2 separate regions of the Mus musculus genome follow, and region 1 is linked to region 2. A link is a contact called in public HiChIP or PLAC-seq data. All regions are on one chromosome and are shown on one strand. The core of a region is the stretch at or near the end of the contact, and the rest is flanking DNA. Distances in the headings are between cores, read along the strand shown.

Region 1 (4,320 bases), core at 1,135-3,634, 170 kb before region 2:
GGGGGGTTGTTATCTACCACATCACAGCTTTCGGGTGTCATGGGTGCACAGCTGACCTCCCAGCTGGAGCCAGCACCTCAGTTCCCAGGCTAGTGTTTACCTTCTTCTCTTCCATTTTCAAGACAGAACTCTGTGCTCTATAAAACTTGCACACACCCAGGGAGGGAACGGGGTCAAGCTAATGTCTCCTTGTTTGCACTTTATCATGGAAAATAAAAACCTCTTCAATCGGGTTTATAGACCACACTCTTGTCCCCAAGCCTGATCTGTGGAGTCCCCAGCCTAACGATTGGTACTAACGATGGAGTTTCCTCCTCCGTAGATGACAGGTATCCTGAGGAGGCAAAAGCTACTGAGGAAACTTCTGTTTAAAATGCCTGCTACTCAGAATGTAGACCAGAAAGAGGAGAGAAGGCGCCTGCTGGGGAAGAAGGGGCAGAGAGGACTCCGCCCCTAAGACTGAGTATGCTTAGTAATAAACCATTTGGGACCAGCAGTGCAACTGTCTGTCAACTGCTGTTGAAACCTGAAAACAGAGTCCTTTTCTTTAAGAATGTAGCGCCCTCCCCCCCCCCAACCCCGCCCCCTAAAGTAGTCCACTCTCCAGTGGCTACTCTCCAGATATCCAAGACTATTTGGACAGCACAAATTGGTCCTGATAGATAAAATTAAAAAAAAAAAAAAAAGTGTCCGTGGGTAGGGAATTGAGGACTGGTCTGAAAAGAGATAGGAGACCAGGCAAATAAGATCAAAACGCATTTCGAGAAACACTCGAAGAATTAATGAATTACCCTTCAAGCTATGCAAGCTGCTGGCTGTTACTGAACGGCCTGGCTTAGCTGACTCCCGTAGGCTGAGCCTGGAATTTTAGAATAAAGCATAAATGAGTTTGAGACCTAGATCTGCTGCTCTTCCTAGAAGGACCTTCATGCATGTGCCTGCCCCTTTCTTAACCTGCTTCCGTTCTGTAAAAGGAGTTTTGTGAAACTTAAATGAGAAGGTGCTCTATCTATCACCCGGGCTAGTAATCAGACTGAGCGGCTATAAATGAAACAGACCCAACTAAAACTGCCTGCGACAAAGAAATGGCTGCTACGGGTTAGGCGCAAACGCCAGAAACAAGTTGAATTTAGCCGCATGCGGATCTGGGACTTTAAATGTAGTCTCAAGACTGGATGCTCACCCTGTGTGTTCTGGCTCCCGTCTTTTACCTTGTGGCTCTGTTTTGTTGTTTCGCCTCATTCTTCAACAGGTTCCAAAACAATCCTAGCAGACATTCTCAAAGATGTAAAACCTGCCTCTCATCAAAGCTCCCTGTGGATGGATCCAGCCCTGAGTCTCTCACTATGGACAAGAAAGAACTGGGGAGCGCATGAGCAAGAGGCCCGGATATGGAGAGAGCATCCTGGGACTAGAGCCCAGCCGAAGCCACAGAAAGTGGGACACGAGCACTTCCCACAAGAAGACATAACCTGATACCCTCTTTCTTTTCTTCTCTTCTCTTCTTTTCAGAAAGTGGCTATGTGTCTAAGCAGATATCCATGCAATCCAATATTATCTCATCTTTTCTAAAAGAGAATGGAGAACCTTTCCTTAGCCTTCTTTAAAGGACCAGAGACAGCAATGTCCAAACCATAGTGTCTGGTGATACTGAGTTTTAAGAGTAACTTTTACTATACAGACTAGAGTAAAATACTGTTGTTCCTCCGGTCACACTAAAGACAACTTGTGGGCTGGCTCTTCTTGTTTGCCTGTGTGGTTTTGACAGATAGGAATTTGTTCTCATTGGCCTGAACCATGTAAGTATGTTGTCTCTGTGTTTCATGTCATGCAAGGGAAGTACGTGTTCAAGTCTACCATGGTTTTAAAACACTGGTTTTCCTTGCACGGTTCCAGAGTGGTGAGGTTGGTTTCATGAAGTTCTCTGAGAGAGCTCCTTCCAGCGGAAATGTCAAAGGCCGCGATTTGCACCTTTGTTGCAAATGAGACAATAGAGAAATGTGGAAAAGCACTCAGATACATAGCACAGCCTAATTAATTAAATTCTTCTTGTGGGTATCAAGGTCCACTCCTGGAGGCGAGCTAGTAAAAACAATGAACTGTGTGGATCTGGCATTTAAAGCCTTGACCACATATTTGCCCATCATCCTGACAGAAATGTCATTGCAGGAAGTTGTTAAAGGGACGAATACCACGGACTTGCAAATTGCCACAGCCCAGAACAGGCGGATTTTTACCCCCATAGAACCCTCCTGTTTTGTGGCTCCACTGTAAAGCTCTGGAAACAAGCAGGCTGTGGGAGGAGCAACCCGAAGGGAGGGAGAGCATTTCTGGGCGTGTCTTGGACCCTGGCCCCTAGCCCCGCCCTCCACAGTGAGCCACAGTTGTAGTGCCTGTGTTTACATTTGTACAAGCTGCTAGGACAGGCCCAGGCAGGGCTAAAGCAGGACCAGGCGCTTCTATCACACGCTGAGCAGAGAATGAGTCTCATTGGGGAAACAGTGAATCTGAGCATTGGGATCCTGCCAGTGGGAAATTCACATGCATGAAGAGACTGGTTCTTGCCCGTAGTTTGAAACAAGTGAAGGAAATAGAAAGGAGGGAACAAAGGACATCAGGAGGAGGAAAAACTCGGCCCCACTGTTATGCCCAGGTGGATGAAAAAGCTGAACTAGGGTTTGAACATACAGGAATCAGAAGTTAATCCATTTTCTGTCGCAAATGTGTTTGCATCGGAAGTTGAAGAGGTTTTGTCATCCTTCATAAACTCGTAATAATTTCTGGGAATATTTCTAAAAGCATGGCAGCTCTGGGAGATCTGGTGCCATCTGGATCATGAAGAGACAAAGCCAGAGTGTGCTAACCTCTGCACCTTCTAGGATTGGCTGTGTGTGCCTTCCCGTGTTTACTATGGCCCAAATTGAGCACGAGACCAGAACTAACAAGGGAGACTGGCCATCCGTGTTCTGAAGTACAGCGCGGGGCATTTGACCTTTTTGTTGTGTAGCCCACTTGCTCACTATGTTCTCCCAATTTCTCGTTGTTTCATTTTGGTAATCCAGGCTGGTATGTATAGAAGATGAATCTGTGTGTGCAGATTCTCCTTCCTCCAACACCTAAGTATAGGAATTAAATAGCATTAAAGGCACACGGGACCACGCTCAGTTTAACGCCGTAGTAGGGATACTAACCAGGGCTTCATTCATGCTAAGCTAAGCAAGCTTTCTACCTATTGAACTACATCCCCAGCTTCACAGGCTTGGTTTTAAAAACAAACAAACAAACAAAAACTGTCCCCACAAGCCACCTGAGCAGTCACCCGCAAACTTCTGAAATAGCTGGAATATACCCCCTCCACCCATGCTATCTCACCACAAAGACCTCCTACTATCTTTCTAGCCAATTTTTTTTTTCCTTTTAGAGGAGCTCTCAAGGGCACACCTCCCTTATCCGACCCAATAGCACATCCCATCCCACAGAAGCCTTGTCTGCATATCCATTCTTTCAAGACACAGAAGAGCTAACTACAAAAGCATCACAAGCCCGCCTCAGCTGACCTAGCAAATCACAAGCAGGACATGTGACCTCTGACTGCTTAAGACACCCGAAGGCTCCCGCTGATACCCGTCCCCACCCCGCACTCCTTATAGAAAAAATAAAGGAAATTATTCACCCCTGGGGCTGTGGTAAAGACAGTGAGTGCAGGCAGATCCTCATTAAGGAGAGCTAAATCTGGCCTGACAGAGTCTTCACACTAGATCTCAGGACCCTGCCCATTGTGGCTCTGTGATTTCTAAGGACTAACAACTCCATACGATGGCCACTTCAGAATCAGAAAGACTGTCGACCACAGGCTGGCAGATGACAATTACCCAATGTGAGACTGGGGCACAAGACTGAGAAGTCAAAGCAAAACCTCACAGTGTCACATGGGTTTATCCTGTTCAGAGAAGCAGTCTTTCTCACGGGGACTAGAAGGAGACCAAAGAAAACCTGAATCACCTAAACTAACTGGGTAAAAACAAAATGTCTTGGGATGCCATGAAAGGTTCTCTTTTGAAACTGGATTCCAGAGCACTTAAACTCCTATTTCATAGGTTTTTTTACTTTTTCTTTTTTTTTTTTTTTTCCAGTCTGGAAAGAAAGAAAAAGAAAAAAGGAAAGCCATTTTCTAGATCTTAAAAAAAAAGTTCATCTCACCAAAGACAAGCTGTTTTCTTCCTTCCTTCCTTTCTTTCTCACTTTCTTTCTTCCTTTCTTTCGTTCTTTTGCAATGGAATCAAATTCTGTCACTTTTTTCAAAGGTGGTGCCAGCCAGAC
Region 2 (4,486 bases), core at 109-2,608:
TCCTCCTGTCCTTGAGTCCCAGATAGCGTTCATGTTCTTATGGTTTTGTTTTAAGCAGGCCTTCTTTATACTGCCTTCATCAGGGAATTTTATCAGTGCAACAAAAATGTAGCTAATATACCTGGTACTTGCTATAGAGCCCAGGCCACCCTCCAATTTACAGGAATCCTTCTCCCTCAGTGCTCATACTACAATGGTGTTCTTATAGAAAATTGGCCCCAGAGAGTGCTGATGATCACACACAAACACACACACACACACACACACACACACACACACACACACACACACACCACACGTTGTTATATAACATTCTTTGATTGTAATTATGTGGTGACCACAGTATGTGGTATCCAGAGTTTGAAGAGAGCTAAGCAAGTAATTGATGCCCTATGTAAGCACTAGCCTTGTAGTTTTTATTCCTTGAAAAGCCTAGATCGTGGTGATGTTTTTATGTTTGCTGTTGTTTTCTTGCACTGTTGGGGACTGGCCTGAGGCCTTGATTTCGTCTCTGGGGTATGTATAACTCTTGTTTCCCCTCCCTGCTCCCTTCACTTTTTATTTGGGACACGGTCTCAGTCAGTTGTCTGGGTAGGCAACTCATGAGCCCCCTCCTTCTGCTGCCTCTCAGTCTTCCAAGTAGACAGAATTGTAGGCCTGTGACACCAGACCTGACTTTTCTTTCTTTTCTTTCACAATAAGAAGGGATTATCGCATAAAGTCGAGCAGGAAAAGAAGAATGAGAAAGTTGGTCAGGAAGGAAGGGGGATCCTGGCTGAAAGCCTGGATGTGAATCACACCATGGAAGACCTGTCCTGGAGAGAGGGATCTCTGGTAGAGAGAGCAGGAATGAGGAGGGTGTTGTTGGTGGGAGGAGCCTGTGAGGGGGAGCCCATGGTAGGGGCTCCTTGAAGAAGGGCTGTGCACAGGAGAATACAAGCCTTTCCGTGTCCAGCTCTGCACAGTGACAATAGGTTTGTGGGCAGTAATTCTTGAAGTATCTTCTGCCAGGAAAGCTTTTAGAATGTTGAGAAGGTCAAAGGTCATGTGATCCTTCCTGGGGGTTCAGGTCCAAGGACAGAGTCCGCCTCAACAAATGCTTCTTGAGGGCCAGCTGTCTCATTACTGACTTGCCAGTAGCTTAACTAAATATGGTTTGACAATCATTCCACAGGTGTACATGAGATGAACCAATTTTGTAGATTAAGAAACATTGTAGTGAGGTTTCAAGGCTCATGGAGGAATTAAGGAGATGATCTTTAGGAGGTCTGGATCCAAACTCTCAATATTCTCCCTGGCCACTGGTGGCTCTGGGGTTTACTTTCTGAAGATGCTATTCCTCTGGCTCCATTCCTGTCCTGTGATTCACTGAAAAAGAAAAAGCCACAATGTGTTGCCAGGGTGATCGACATCAGCAGGCTTCTGTCTGCCAAAGGTCAGGAAGCCAGTTGAAGCCTGGAGGTAACTCCCAAAGGAGGTAACAGGGCATGGCTTCGGAGGATTAGGGGATGAGTTTGAACTAGCTGAGGGGAGAGGGAGAGGGAGAGGGAGAGGGAGAGGGAGAGGGAGAGGGAGAGGGAGAGGGAGAGGGAGAGGGAGAGGGAGAGGGAGAGGGAGAGGGAGAGGGAGAGGGAGAGGGAGGAGAGGGAGAGGGAGGAGAGGGAGAGGGAGGAGAGGGAGAGGGAGGAGAGGGAAGAGGGGGGAGGGGGAGGGGAGAGGGGGGAGGGAGAGGGAGAGGGAAAGAGGAAGAAGATCAGTTCCCAGCTGGTCACAATGTCCCAAGGGCTTGTCTCCTTTTCCACTGCTCTTTTTGGTGTTTAGAGGCTGCACACCTAGGGCTATGATGACTTTAACGCAGCGTACTGAGGTCCAGAAGCCAGATACAGAGCTAGTTTGACAATCATTGCTTCCTTAAGGATTCTTTTTCAGTCAAGAGTTAGGTCTGACCTACGGTAAGCTGAAGCAAGGTGTGTTTTGAGAGGCATTGAAATGTCAACCCGTGCATACCTGTGACAGTAGTAATAGTACTGACGGTAGCTGCGGCCGTTTAGAAATACAACCTGTGTACGGCACTCACCATAAAACACTTGCAATGCGGATTAACTTACAGCTCCATGAGATGCTACTGAGGTTGGCTAGCCAGACAGGCACATGAAAGAAAGAGGTAAAGTACAAGGTGGCCAAGGCTGGTAAAAGAACAGAGCTGTATTGCAGCAGGTTATCATTGCTGACTGCTCAGACAGTAAAGATTGGAGACCACCCTGAAGCAGCTGAGACCAACATGGCTAACTGTCTGTAGATGCAGACCATTAGGCTTGCAAAATTGTCTGCCTCAGTCATGCATCTGACACTGTGTCCTACTTAAAAACCTCATATAGAGACAGAACAAGGAAGCTGGATGGGGAGGAGCATGCATTTAATTGTAGTGCTCGAGACCTAGATGGATAGCTCCTTTTACAGATAAGCGTCCTTCCTCCTTTCCTCCTTTCCTTCCTTCCTTCTGTCCTCCTTTTTCCTTCATCATCCATTCCTCTTTCTTTCTTTCTTTCTTTCTTTCTTTCTTTCTTTCTTTCTTTCTTTCTTTCTTTCTTTCTTTCTTCTCTCTTCCCTCCCTCCCTCCTTCCCTCACTCCTTCCTTCTTTTTTCCTTTCATTTATTTACTTATGATTGATGGATTGATTTTATAAAGGGAATTGGGCAAGCATAGGGCTTTGAGAGGTGTTGAAATGCCCACCGTTGTAGAGCTGTGAAAATAGTAACAGTACTGAGAGTTATTATTGCATTACTATAGCTGTCTGTATAATGAGTTCTGGGTCAGCCAAGGGTACGTAGTGAAACACTATCTGAGGAAAAAACAAAACAAAACAAAACAAAACAAAACCAAAAGCCAGGCAGAAAGGGGCAGTCCTTTTCTGGGAAAATGCTGAGCTATTCTTAGAATTCCCGCTGGTTTTCTCATCTTGACTCACAAATATTCTGAGTCCATTATAGGCTAACATGAAAGCATGGCCTGGTGGTCAGTAGTCCTAGTTACCTGGGAGCCTGATGCAGGAGGATCAAGAGGTCAAAGCGTGTGTAGACTGCAGTGACTTTAAGGCCAGCCTGGGCAAGTAAGGGAGACTCTGTCTCAAAGCAAAAGAGTCTTGAAAAGGGGATGGAGCTATGGACCAGTAGTAGAATTTTTATCTGGCAAGTATAAGGCACTATGCTTTCCAATTGCCTTTATAACATCAATCCATCAGTCATAAGTAAATAAGTGAAAGAAAAAAGAAAAGGAGAGAGAGAGGGAGAGAGGGAGAGAGGGGAAGAGGAAGAGGAAGAGGAAGAGGAAGAGGAAGAGGAAGAAGAAGAAGAAGAAGAAGAAGAAGAAGAAGAAGAAGAAGAAGAAGAAGAAGAAGAAGAGAGAAGAAGAAAGGAGGAAGAGGAGGAGGGAAGGAAGGAAGGATGAAGGAAAAAGAGCAGAAGGAAGGAAGTTTATCTGTAAAAGGAGCTATCTCAAAATTTCTAAAGTGTATCTCTCTTCTGAGGAGCCCATATATCGTTTGCATGCATCCCTTTGTCCTGTAACAACCCACTTCACAATCCTTTCCTTGTCTCACTTATTAACCCTTTCTTTGATGGAGACAGGTAGCTGGAAACACTGAAGAGTGGTATGGATTAGGTCTGTCCACCTAAAACCTCCCTAACTTTTTGCCAGAACTGATGGTATTAGTTTCATGTTTTTTATTAGCACATATGAATCACCTATAAGATGGGTTTCATCATATTTTCACACATAGATTAATGAATTGATTAATTCAATACTTATTACCGTCTCTGTTCCCATTCCCATCTCAACTAGCCTTTATATATATATATCAAGGGGTCTGTCATGGCTGGAAGACAGCATATTGTAATGCTATACCCCTTCTTCTGCTCTGATATCTTTTCTGCCGTTCTGCTGCTATGTTGCCTAAAATTTCCAGGGCTTGATTTAGAAGGTTCCCATTGAGGCGAAATGTTCAACATTACAGCAGTTACCTATCACCATCACTTTGGCCAGTTAGGAGTCTCTGTAGTCATCACTCTGAAAAAACAAGTTTCTGAGGCCAAAGCTGAGATCAGCGCTAATCTATGGGAATAAACACAATTACTCAGAAGGCAATTTGATAAGAATATCAAGGTCACTTAGCAAAATCTCACTGGTAGCTTCCCCAGTAGGGCCGTGACCTCCCTATGCAAGGGCTTTTGACTAGGTTTACAGTACTCGATGAGAATTTCCTTCTGTGATGCAGACTTAAGCTCAAACAGGAAAGTAGCTTGCCACACTCACAGTAGGCTGTCACTATAGAACTAGCTGGCATATTTTGTTAGGCTGGTCGGTAGTGTACTGCGCAAAGTCTATAGCAGAGTAAGGCCGTTGATAACAATTGTCCCCGAGGAGGCTATATTTACAACAGATTCCAGGATTGAGTGCTAGCTCTGGAAGAAGCTTCTAGCTAAACTC

Evidence for each region. HiChIP or PLAC-seq counts read pairs in DNA pulled down with a chosen protein or histone mark.
Region 1: an HNF4G HiChIP or PLAC-seq map of pancreatic cancer cells shows a contact between it and region 2. The contact joins two enhancer-like sites. A contact is called at or near these places in 2 of 484 Hi-C or Micro-C datasets (both in uterus) and 2 of 115 datasets of contacts at active chromatin or transcription factors (CD8 T cells and pancreatic cancer cells).

Annotation. Positions count from the first base shown.
Region 1 is chr10:96,720,740-96,725,059 of GRCm38.p6, reverse strand. All of the region lies in intron 2 of Gm33897 (a long non-coding RNA gene), which reads right to left. Among named protein-coding and RNA genes, the nearest start is that of Gm33897, 7.1 kb to the right of the region's middle. Within about 2 kb of position 2,384, at least 146 of the 459 cell types and tissues checked have an H3K27ac peak or open chromatin away from gene starts, as enhancers often do. A contact at or near this core is called in pancreatic cancer cells, where this site is marked.
Region 2 is chr10:96,554,438-96,558,923 of GRCm38.p6, reverse strand. All of the region lies in intron 3 of Gm33843 (a long non-coding RNA gene), which reads left to right. Among named protein-coding and RNA genes, the nearest start is that of Gm33843, 42 kb to the left of the region's middle. Within about 2 kb of position 1,358, at least 25 of the 459 cell types and tissues checked have an H3K27ac peak or open chromatin away from gene starts, as enhancers often do. A contact at or near this core is called in pancreatic cancer cells, where this site is marked.